Linked DNA regions of Mus musculus: region 1 is linked to region 2. The links are chromatin contacts, called in public Micro-C maps. All regions are on one chromosome and are shown on one strand. The core of a region is the stretch at or near the end of the contact, and the rest is flanking DNA. Distances in the headings are between cores, read along the strand shown. Region 1 has its middle 17 kb from the start of Gm36213. Region 2 has its middle 15 kb from the start of Gm40424.

The links. Hi-C and Micro-C count contacts between places; a contact is called where the count stands out from the background.
Region 1: a Micro-C map of the HL-1 cell line shows a contact between it and region 2, with 4 times the contacts expected there. The contact joins two enhancer-like sites. A contact is called at or near these places in 3 of 15 datasets of contacts at CTCF or cohesin (the NIH/3T3 cell line, large pre-B cells and stem cell-derived epiblast-like cells), 35 of 484 Hi-C or Micro-C datasets (8-cell embryo, B cells, the BV-2 cell line and 15 more), 16 of 115 datasets of contacts at active chromatin or transcription factors (bone marrow-derived macrophages, embryonic basal ganglia, embryonic stem cells and 7 more) and 1 of 9 other capture datasets (embryonic stem cells).

The regions. Positions count from the first base shown.
Region 1 is chr12:54,494,373-54,499,002 of GRCm38.p6, reverse strand. No RefSeq gene overlaps it. Among named protein-coding and RNA genes, the nearest start is that of Gm36213, 17 kb to the right of the region's middle. Within about 2 kb of position 3,097, at least 26 of the 459 cell types and tissues checked have an H3K27ac peak or open chromatin away from gene starts, as enhancers often do. A contact at or near this core is called in the HL-1 cell line and the NIH/3T3 cell line, where this site is marked.
Region 2 is chr12:54,160,073-54,164,704 of GRCm38.p6, reverse strand. No RefSeq gene overlaps it. Among named protein-coding and RNA genes, the nearest start is that of Gm40424, 15 kb to the left of the region's middle. Within about 2 kb of position 1,299, at least 198 of the 459 cell types and tissues checked have an H3K27ac peak or open chromatin away from gene starts, as enhancers often do. A contact at or near this core is called in the HL-1 cell line and the NIH/3T3 cell line, where this site is marked.

The DNA.
Region 1 (4,630 bases), core at 1,848-4,347, 330 kb before region 2:
TTAACTTTCACGGTCATAGCCAACTCCATGCAAGGAATCACTAAAAGCTTCCCAATGATGTGGTGTGCTTTGAGATTTTTCTCCCAGGAGGCACAGGAGACAGTGTGTAGAGATGTGGTTGGAGACACACTGAGTAATATTTCTCCCTCTCTAGGAAGTCACAATGACAAACCAAAGCTTGATTCCTTCAGAGTTCACCATGGGGAACCTATGAGCATATTAGGCTTTCTTACAGGGCAGAGAGTGAGGGGCTCTGGCAGGAGTGTGGGTACCCTAAAACGACTGCTTTGGTAAATCTTTGCCAGCATGGATGGTTGCTTTCCCATGGCTGTGTATCTGGAGCCCGTCTTCCATATTCTTTCCCAGCCTATGTGTTCTACCCCCACTGAAGCCTCAAGGCCATGGGCCATTAGGGCAGAATACATTCAACTGGCTAGAAATTCAGGTAAGGGTACAATGACTCTGCCTGTCTCCTCCTCCAAGGGAAATATCAACAATCCCAGCTGTGATTTTTCTCCTGTAAGTAGCCCATATGATGGGATGGCAACTGTCCCATTCAAAGAATGGTGCTATAAAGCATGGTGTTTTAGTAGGTCAAGTGTGGAAGGGTGACCAGGACCCATGTTGTTAGGAAACATGGAAAATTGTGTTTAAATATTGGTAAGATCTGGCTATTCAATAATAAGAAGCCTTGTAATATCCCAAATTAGTTGCTTCAAAAATCAATGGATTAAATCAAGTTAATTAAATCGGCCAATGAGATGGCTCAATGAGAAGAGGCACTTGCTGCCAAGCCTCATGATCTGAGTTCGATTCCAGAGGCTGACATGGTAGAAAGAGAGAAGCAATTACTACAGGTTGTAGTCTGATGTCTACATTCATGCCATGGCATACCCCATCTCTATAAAATAAATAAAATTGTTGCGAGTTTTAAAAGGCATAAGATGGGTAGAGCCGGTAGGATAATAGTGGCACACACCTTTAATCCCAGCATTCGGGAGGCAGAGGCAGGTGGATCTCTGAGTTCAAGGCCAGCCTGGTCTACAGAGTGAGTTCCAGGAGAGCCAGGGCTACACAGAGAAACCTTGTCTTGGGGGAGAGAAAGGGTAGAGCTAGATTTTAAGGGCACAAATTGTATCTTCCTATATATAGGAAATCCCTTCTCGGTCTACCAGTCATGTTCTTAATCACATGGTCCCGCTGGCTAACATGTTTTGTAAAATGCTGTATTGATTGATTTAGGAAAGAGCATTTGCCCGAGCCCATCAGTCAGAACCCCCTGCAGAAAGCTAGGTTTACACGTGAGAGATGTACCATAGACAACATGAGCATCAAGTAGGTCACTGAGGAAAGCTAGAAAACATCTAGAAGAAATCATGGAAAAGAATTTCTGTGGCTTCAGATTTGGAAACTAAAAAACACAAGGTATGTATGTTGTGTGAGTGGGCGTATGCATGTTCACACATGTGTGCACATACGTGCATGGGAGCTTAGAAGTTGACATTGGGAGTCTTTCTCCATCACTTTCCACTTTATTCCTTGAATCCAGAGCTTGCTGATATGGCTACTCTAACCCAGATTACTCTGTGGATCCAACTCCTGTGTACTGGAACACAAGTGGGCCTTAATATTCAAGCTCCAGACCCCAAACTTGGGCAGCAACCACTTTTACAACTGCATCGTTTCTTATTCCTCCCTGAGTGTATGTGTGTGTGTGCCAGAGTGTGTGAATGCCACAGCATTATTGTGGAAGTCAGAGTACAACTTGTGAGAGTTGGTTCTCTCTTTCTACCACATAGGTTCCAAGGATTGAATTCAGGTTGCTAGGTAGGCTTGTGGAAAGTGTATTTACCTTGTAAGCGATGTTTTTATATGGGTATGTGCACATAGAGACCAGAGAAGGACACTGGGTTGTCTAGATCTGGAATTGCAGGCAGTTAGTTGTTCATCTCCCTATGTGGGTGCTGTAGCTCACCTCTGGTCCTCTGCAAGATCACCAATCAGTCTTAACATATCTTCAGCTACTCAATTTTTGTTTTTTGTTTTCATTTTTGGATAGGATTTAATAAGTAGGAACTAGAGAAGAAAAAAATGGATGAATTTGACTTCTTAAAAATTAAAAGCTGCTCTTTGAAATGTAGGAAAAGCAAAAGTCAAGCAGCCATTTTAGGGGAAAGTGTTCACAGAGTGTGCATTGGACAAAAGGCTCATACCTGGAACACAGAGATAGTTCTCTTTAAAAACTCATAGTGGGGAGGGGGAGGGGACCAATCCAGTGTCTTGAATATGTTACATAAGCACTCCGTCAGCAAGCTACATCCTAGTCTCTAGATTCATGAGTGCTCTTAACAATAAGGCAGGCTTTCAAAAGTCAACAAGAGAGTTAAAGTGTTCACCAAAGATGAACCCTGCCTGAAGAGCAACCAGAGGTGATGTTAAACAGCACGTATTAAGAAAACATAAATCAAAGCCACAATTTTGGAACACTCCCATTTTCCCATTTGAACACCTAAAACAGACAAGACCGACCCTACCAAGTATCTGAGGGGATGCACAGCCACTGGAATGCTGATTTGTTGTTGTAGAGACATAGGCTAGTGTCTCCACTTTGGAAAGCAGTTTGAGTTTCTTATAAATGAAGCACACACTTAAAAGTATGGCCTGGCAATCCCATATCTAAGTATTTATTTACTCAAGAGAAATGAAAACCTAACTGTGTCTACACAACTTCCTCTGTGTGGATTTGTAGCAGATTGACTTATCCCAGTCCCCGAATGGAAACAATCCAGATGTCCATCAAAGTTAGAGAAACAAATTGCTCTCTGTTTGCACAATGTCATATTACTAAGTAACAAAAGGGAACTAACCACTGTAACCACCAGTAATCAGAACGGGGGAGGTGATCTCCAAACAGCTGCTGAATAGAATTATCAGCCTCCCTACTTGTACAGCCTTATATGAAATCCCAGAAAGGCCAACCTCTGCACGTAGAAAGCAGATCAATGTTTCTAGGGCTGAGTCGGGTAGGGGATGTGGATCCTCTGGTAAGATGCAAAGGACATTTTTGGACCAAAATCTTCATCTGGTGCTGGTCATGTGGTGACTCACATCTGTGGGAACTCCTGAATTACACACTCAACAAAGAATGCTTTTTATTGCATCCAAATAACATTCCACTACAATTTGAAAAACAAAAAGAAAAAAAAGGGTGGAGCCACAAGCCTCAGAGATGAAACCTGGGGGCTGGTAGGACCCTGTCTTCTGCCATGTGATGGCAGAGTAGCCTAGTAGACAAATGTGTGCCAAAGTGGAGAAATGAGGAGGCTGCAGAAAAGCTGAGGGTAAAGGTGGAGAGGGGCTTTTATAGCTGTTTGAGTCCCTGGTCCCACACATTCCTGCCCAGCCGTGAATGGTCCTTCCTGTCTTGGCTCTCTTTCTTACTAAAGTCTCTCTTTTTGATCTGACATATCTCATGGGCTTTCTGTCACTTGCAGTGAAAAGGAGCCCCAACCAATAATGAAACAGGCATCCTTGCATACTATTTCTTCTGTATGCCACCTTTGGGACTAGAGACTAACTTGGCATTTTCTAAGTGCACCATGCACTTGAGAAAAAGATTTCTGTCAAGAATTACTGAGGACGGTGTAATGCTGTTGAGACCCCAAGTTCTAAGCCAGTCTCTGTGCCACAATGTTGTGCAACCTTGTCCCACTGGATTTCCCCTTTCTTACACTTAAAAGAATGAAGTGACACTTGGCTTAAGAACGTTGTGTTCAAGTTGGCGCCATATTTAAAACAGACCTAAGTAGCACTTCTCTGACTGGAGCGGCAGGGAGTGCTCCTTGTACCTACTTGGAGGTCAGGAGGGCATAGAAGTGCAGCATAAGTGAGTACATTATTGTGTTTGAAGATTACAGAATGGGAAGAAATCATCTGCCTTCAACAGAATATAAATATAGGAACAAGGAATGTAAGCACACTTCTAACATGATGGTGGAGGAAGCTGGACCTCAATGTAAATGTTTGGAGCTGAAGTATAAGCAGGGCAGAGGAGACAGCATCCAGAGCAAGGGAGTCTGTTATCCTTCACCCTCGGGCTGCATCTCTCTTGCTGTTCTGCTCCTAATGGATCCCCGAGCACCTAGAGACAGGAGGCCAAATGTGACTTGGTGATCACCTTCTTCCTGTGTCCTCCAACCTTCCCAGTTCACCTCAAATTTCCGTGACAACTCCCTGTCACCAATAGTTTATGTAAGAAGGCAGGGTACTGGATATTCTGGCACTTATGGGAATCGCTGTCTTCTTAGGAGCACCAAGCTCCTCTGACTGATTCCCCAAATCTGATGGGATCATCGACATCCGTTTCCCGTTGTTCTTGGTTCTGTTCCGCATGAGCCTCACGACGCTGGAGCTGCGAGAGGGGTTGAAAATCTGTTCAAGTCTGAGTGTGGCAAGGATGGCTAGCTGGCCACTAAACGCGTGCGGTCTAAACGCTTGCGGTCTTTCTTCCGTGTCCCAAACAAGAGCGTTTCCCAGAACCCCTTGCGTCTTAGTGTGATCTGAAAATGAATCATCGCTGATGAGATGTGAGCAAATGTGATGTGGGCTGTGTCTGTTTGCTAATTTACCC
Region 2 (4,632 bases), core at 50-2,549:
AATAGAGTCGGGAGAGGCAAGCTTAAGCTGCTGCATATTTAAATTTTCTCTCCCCCTGTTGGGTTATTCACAAGTGTTCCAGGGCCAGCCTCCTAAAGGAGTGCTCCTTACTCAGTAACAGCTATGCGTGCAGAAGCCGCAGCTTTGTCCTTGAATGCTTTCTTGCTGCTTAAATAGGATTTTCTTTGCCTGCCTCATAAGACTGAGGAGGGACTTTGGGTTTCTATGCAACATTGGCCTCGAGGGCGTGAGATGTTTGGAGGTATATTCCCCGCCTTAAGGTAGAGTTGAACAGCACCGGTTGTTTGGAGCAGACAACACTGGAATGCAGTTTGGAGCCTTTAGCCAGTGTGCCTGATACCTCCCTGTGTTCCTGGGTCACATACACTTTCTAGGGATGAAAGGGAACACTCACTGCCTTTTCTTCTTGACACACTTAGATTCCTACCCCGTGACACACAGCCTTCAGCCTACTTAACAGTGTGAACAACTGTGTTGAAATAAGACTAAAAAAAAACTTTGATCTTTGGTGATTTCCCCACTTAAGACAAGTAACCTTTCTCCTGGAAGCCTTTCTCCTAACTCCTGGGAGTTAACTCTTACATTTCTGAGTGCCTTTATTTTCCCTTTCTTATTATTTTGGGGGACAGGGTATGCTTTTCCAAGTCAGGGTTTCTCTGTATAGCCTTGGCTGTCCTGGAGCTCACTCTGTAGACCAGGCTGGCCTCACAAAGATCCACTCGATTCTTCCGAGTGCTGGAATTAAAGGTGTATGCCACTCCAATTGACTCTTGGGAACATTTATAGAGGTCATTTTGTGATTCTTTTTAAAAAGACATCTCTGGTTTTAGGGAATACTGTTGTAGCTTATTGATAATGTTTTACCAACTTGAGAAAGATTGCTCTAGGAGTGGATAAATACTCAGCTGATTAAAACACTACACAATTCGGGATGTCTCATGTTTGTGAGTGATGTGTGTGTGTGTGTGTGTGTGTGTGTATGTGTGTACATGTGTGTGTGTGTGTGTGTGAGTGATGTGTGTGTATGTGTGTATATGTGTGTGTGTGTATATGTGTGTGTGTGTGTGTATGTGTGTATGTGTGTGTATGTGTGTATGTGAGTGATGTGTGTGTATGTGTGTGTGTAGATGTCAAAAGGTAACTTGGGATTAAGGTGTAGAAGAGCCTTTTGTCTATTGAGGACTTCTGAGGAAGAGGACTGAAGAGAGGAGGGGACTGGACATACTGTGTTGGTCTCTCACTGGTCTGGAGTAGCTGCCGGCAGCTCTAGGAAGCTTCTCTTGTTCCTCTTGACCTGACCCAAGCTGGGGGTGGCCCAGAAAGCAGTGGGAACTTGGGAAAGGATCTAAGGATTCACCAACTATCGATTTGGGAAATTTCATTGGGTGTGTGCCATAAAATGCTGGAAGGCGGACTTTCCCAAGAAACCTTTTCTGTAGACTTTTTTTTTTTTTTTTAAATAAATGGCTTGAAAAGGTAATATCCAATCAAACGGGAATGCCTCAATTCTGAAAAGGTGGGGAGGAAGGACAAACTGCTCCCCCGCCCCGTACTTGGCAGTGTCTTGCTTTGGGGAGTGCCCTGCCTCAGCAAATTCTCCGATTCTGGGCTCCGGAGCTGCGGAGCTGCGCTGTCTCTGCCAGCTCTCGTACAGCACGCACGCCCCGTGCATTGGCTTGGTCATTTCCTCCTATTTTTCTGCTTATTCATCCTGTGGCCTGTGTTCCCCTTGACAGACTTTCCCCCCACCCTCCTGTGGGGAGAGATAACATTCTCGGGAGGGACTTTAATCCATCTGATAAGTTCTATTTTTAGCCAAGCCTTTCCTCCTGGCTTCTAACTTTCAGAGGCTCACACACTTCCGAGCCTCCTTTGGCGTTCGTTCTTGCCGTCTTGCGTACTCTTGTGCCTGGGGTTTCCTAACAGACTGTAGTTGAGTGGGGAGCGGGGAAGGTGAATTGACTTCCAGGGCAGGGACACTTTCTCCTGGGTGTGGGGCGCTGTTTTTAGCAGGGCCATTCACTCTTACCTACCTCCTGCTTCCCCTCCAGGCTGTCCACGAATTTCCTTTTGTCAGTAAATTTATGTTATCTTGATAAAGGACACCCATTAAAAAAAAACAAGACAGCTGTGACTTTCGATGATTAGCACAAGGGTCTGGCAGCTAAGATGCCTGCCTGTAGCTACTAAGACTTCTACAGAATGACAACTTAATCTGCAGCCTTTGCATTAAGATTTAATCAAAGCAGCCAGTGTCCGTCCCTCCCCCGCCCCCCCCCCCCCCGTTCCCCATGTCCCCGTCCCCCCCCCCCCATATGAGGGGAGAAGTTTTGGGTTTGCTGTCACATGATCTCTGCCTGTTGCTTTCCCAGATAAGGATATGGGAATAAACTTACCTCAGTACTTTATATAAATGTGTTCTTTTTCTCCTTTTAATCCTTTGGCCCAGAATGGCCCCCCCTCAAATATATATATAAAACAGAAACTCTTCTGACAAGACTACAGAGCTTGAAAAGGAGAATGGGGTATCCCCCTGCCCCAGGAGTGCTCCTGGGAACATTGCTGCCAGGCAATTTAAACTTCAGGACCTCGACTTCATTTACTCTCAGTGGACCAGTTGTCTCTCGAGGCTCACTTAGCTCTGTCACCATCATGACTATTGTTGTGTTTTATAAGATGATGTAGTATAGTGCGGCTGGAGGGAGCACCTCAGTGGTCCCTGCCAAGGAGTCTTGGGATCAAGTCACATGACAGGCCTAGAACAAAAGAAGTTTATTGGGGGAAGGGAGCCAGGGAACGGAGCAGCAGGGTGCCTGGGATGGGGTTAGAGGCAGAGGAAGGCAGGTGGGACAGAAAGGGAAAGGAGAGGGGAAGAGAAGGAGAGGCCAGCCTGGAACATGTAGGGGAGGGGGGTGGAGACACAGAGAGGTAAGATAGAGGGATGGAGGAGAGAGAGAGAGAGAGAGAGAGAGAAGCCAAGTAGTCCTTATACTGCTGGCTCCTGGCTGAACCCAGGGTGGAGATGTAGATTGTTGCTAGGTAACTGTTGGGCAGAGCCTAGAGGAATTGCGGACACCTAGGACCACTATAATACTGCAAGTGGCATTGGTAAATGGGTTAGCTTTATAGGGTGGAACACACTTATCAAATGACTTACTACCAGTAAAATTTGTATAGCTTATGGTGTGGTGGCTTACAGGTTCAGAGGTTCAGTTCATTATCATCAAGGTGGGAACATGGTAGCATCCAGGCAGGCATGATGCAGGAGGAGCTGAGAGTTCTACATCTTCATCTAAAGGCTGCTAATACAAGATTTCTCTCTCTCTCTTTCTTTCTTTCTTTCTTTCTTTCTTTCTTTCTTTCTTTCTTTCTTTTCTCTTTCTTTCTTTCTTTCTTTCTTTCTATTAGATATTTTCTTTATTTACATTTCAAATGTTATCCCCTTTCCTGGTTTCCCCTCAAAAAAAAAAAAAAAAAAAACCCTATCCTATCCCCCTCCCACCTCCCCCACCCCTGCTTCCCCTGCTCACCAACCCACCCATTCCCACTTCCCTGTCCTGGCATTCCCCTTCAATGGGACATCGAGCCTTCTCAGGACCAAGGGCTTTTCCTCCCATTGATGTCCAACAAGGCCATCCTCTGCTACATATGCAGCTGGAGCCATGAGTCCCACCATGTGTGCTCTTTGGTTGGTGGTTTAGTCCCTGGGAGCTCTGGGGGTACTGATTGGTTCATATTGTTGTTCCTCCTATGGGGCTGCAAACCCCTTCAGCTCCTTTGGTCCTTTCTCTAGCTCCTCCATTGGGGGCCCTGTGCTCAGTCCAATGGTTGGCTGAGAGCATCCACCTCTGTATTTGTCAGGCACTGGCAGAGCCTCTCAAGAGACAGTTATATCAGGCTCCTGTCATCAAGCACTTGTTGACATTCACAATAGTGTCTGGGTTTGGTGACTGTATATGGGATGGATCTCTGGTGGGGCAGTCTCTGGATGGTCTTTCCTTCAGTCTTAAAGCCCATGGCCACAGTGACACACCTACTCCAACAAGGCCACACCTCCTAATAGTGCCACTCACTGGGCCAAGCATATACAAAGCACCACAGGTGGTCATTTGTGATGTATATGTTCACAGCCACCACATCCAGGTGTTACTAACCCTCTAGAAGCTTCCTAAGCACTGATCCATCCTGTGTGCTGTGCTGGCCACATCCGGTGTGGAACAGGCTGCAGCCTGATCTTCTCTGAGGAGTCTGGAAGCTGCTGGCTCCATGCAGGACAGCCCAGCCAGCTTTGTTCTTGGCTCCAGGGTGTTCTCATTTATTAGCATATACTCAGTCACAGTTTTGCATGTAAAACCTCTCTGTTCAAATCACTAGTCTTGCCTGACAGAGAGTCATCCTCGGGAAGAGTTCCAGGAGGCAGGTCCCTCCTCCCAGGTGCACATACACCTATACAAATGCTCTCGGGGCATGTGGGGTTATGGGATACACTTCTCACCGTGGCAGGTAGCACAGCTCAGTGGACCATGCTATCACCTGTGGGCAATTGTGATGAAACGTCAGTGGCTGCAAATCTCCAGTCCCCTGGGCAGGTGCTTGACTCCATGATGACCT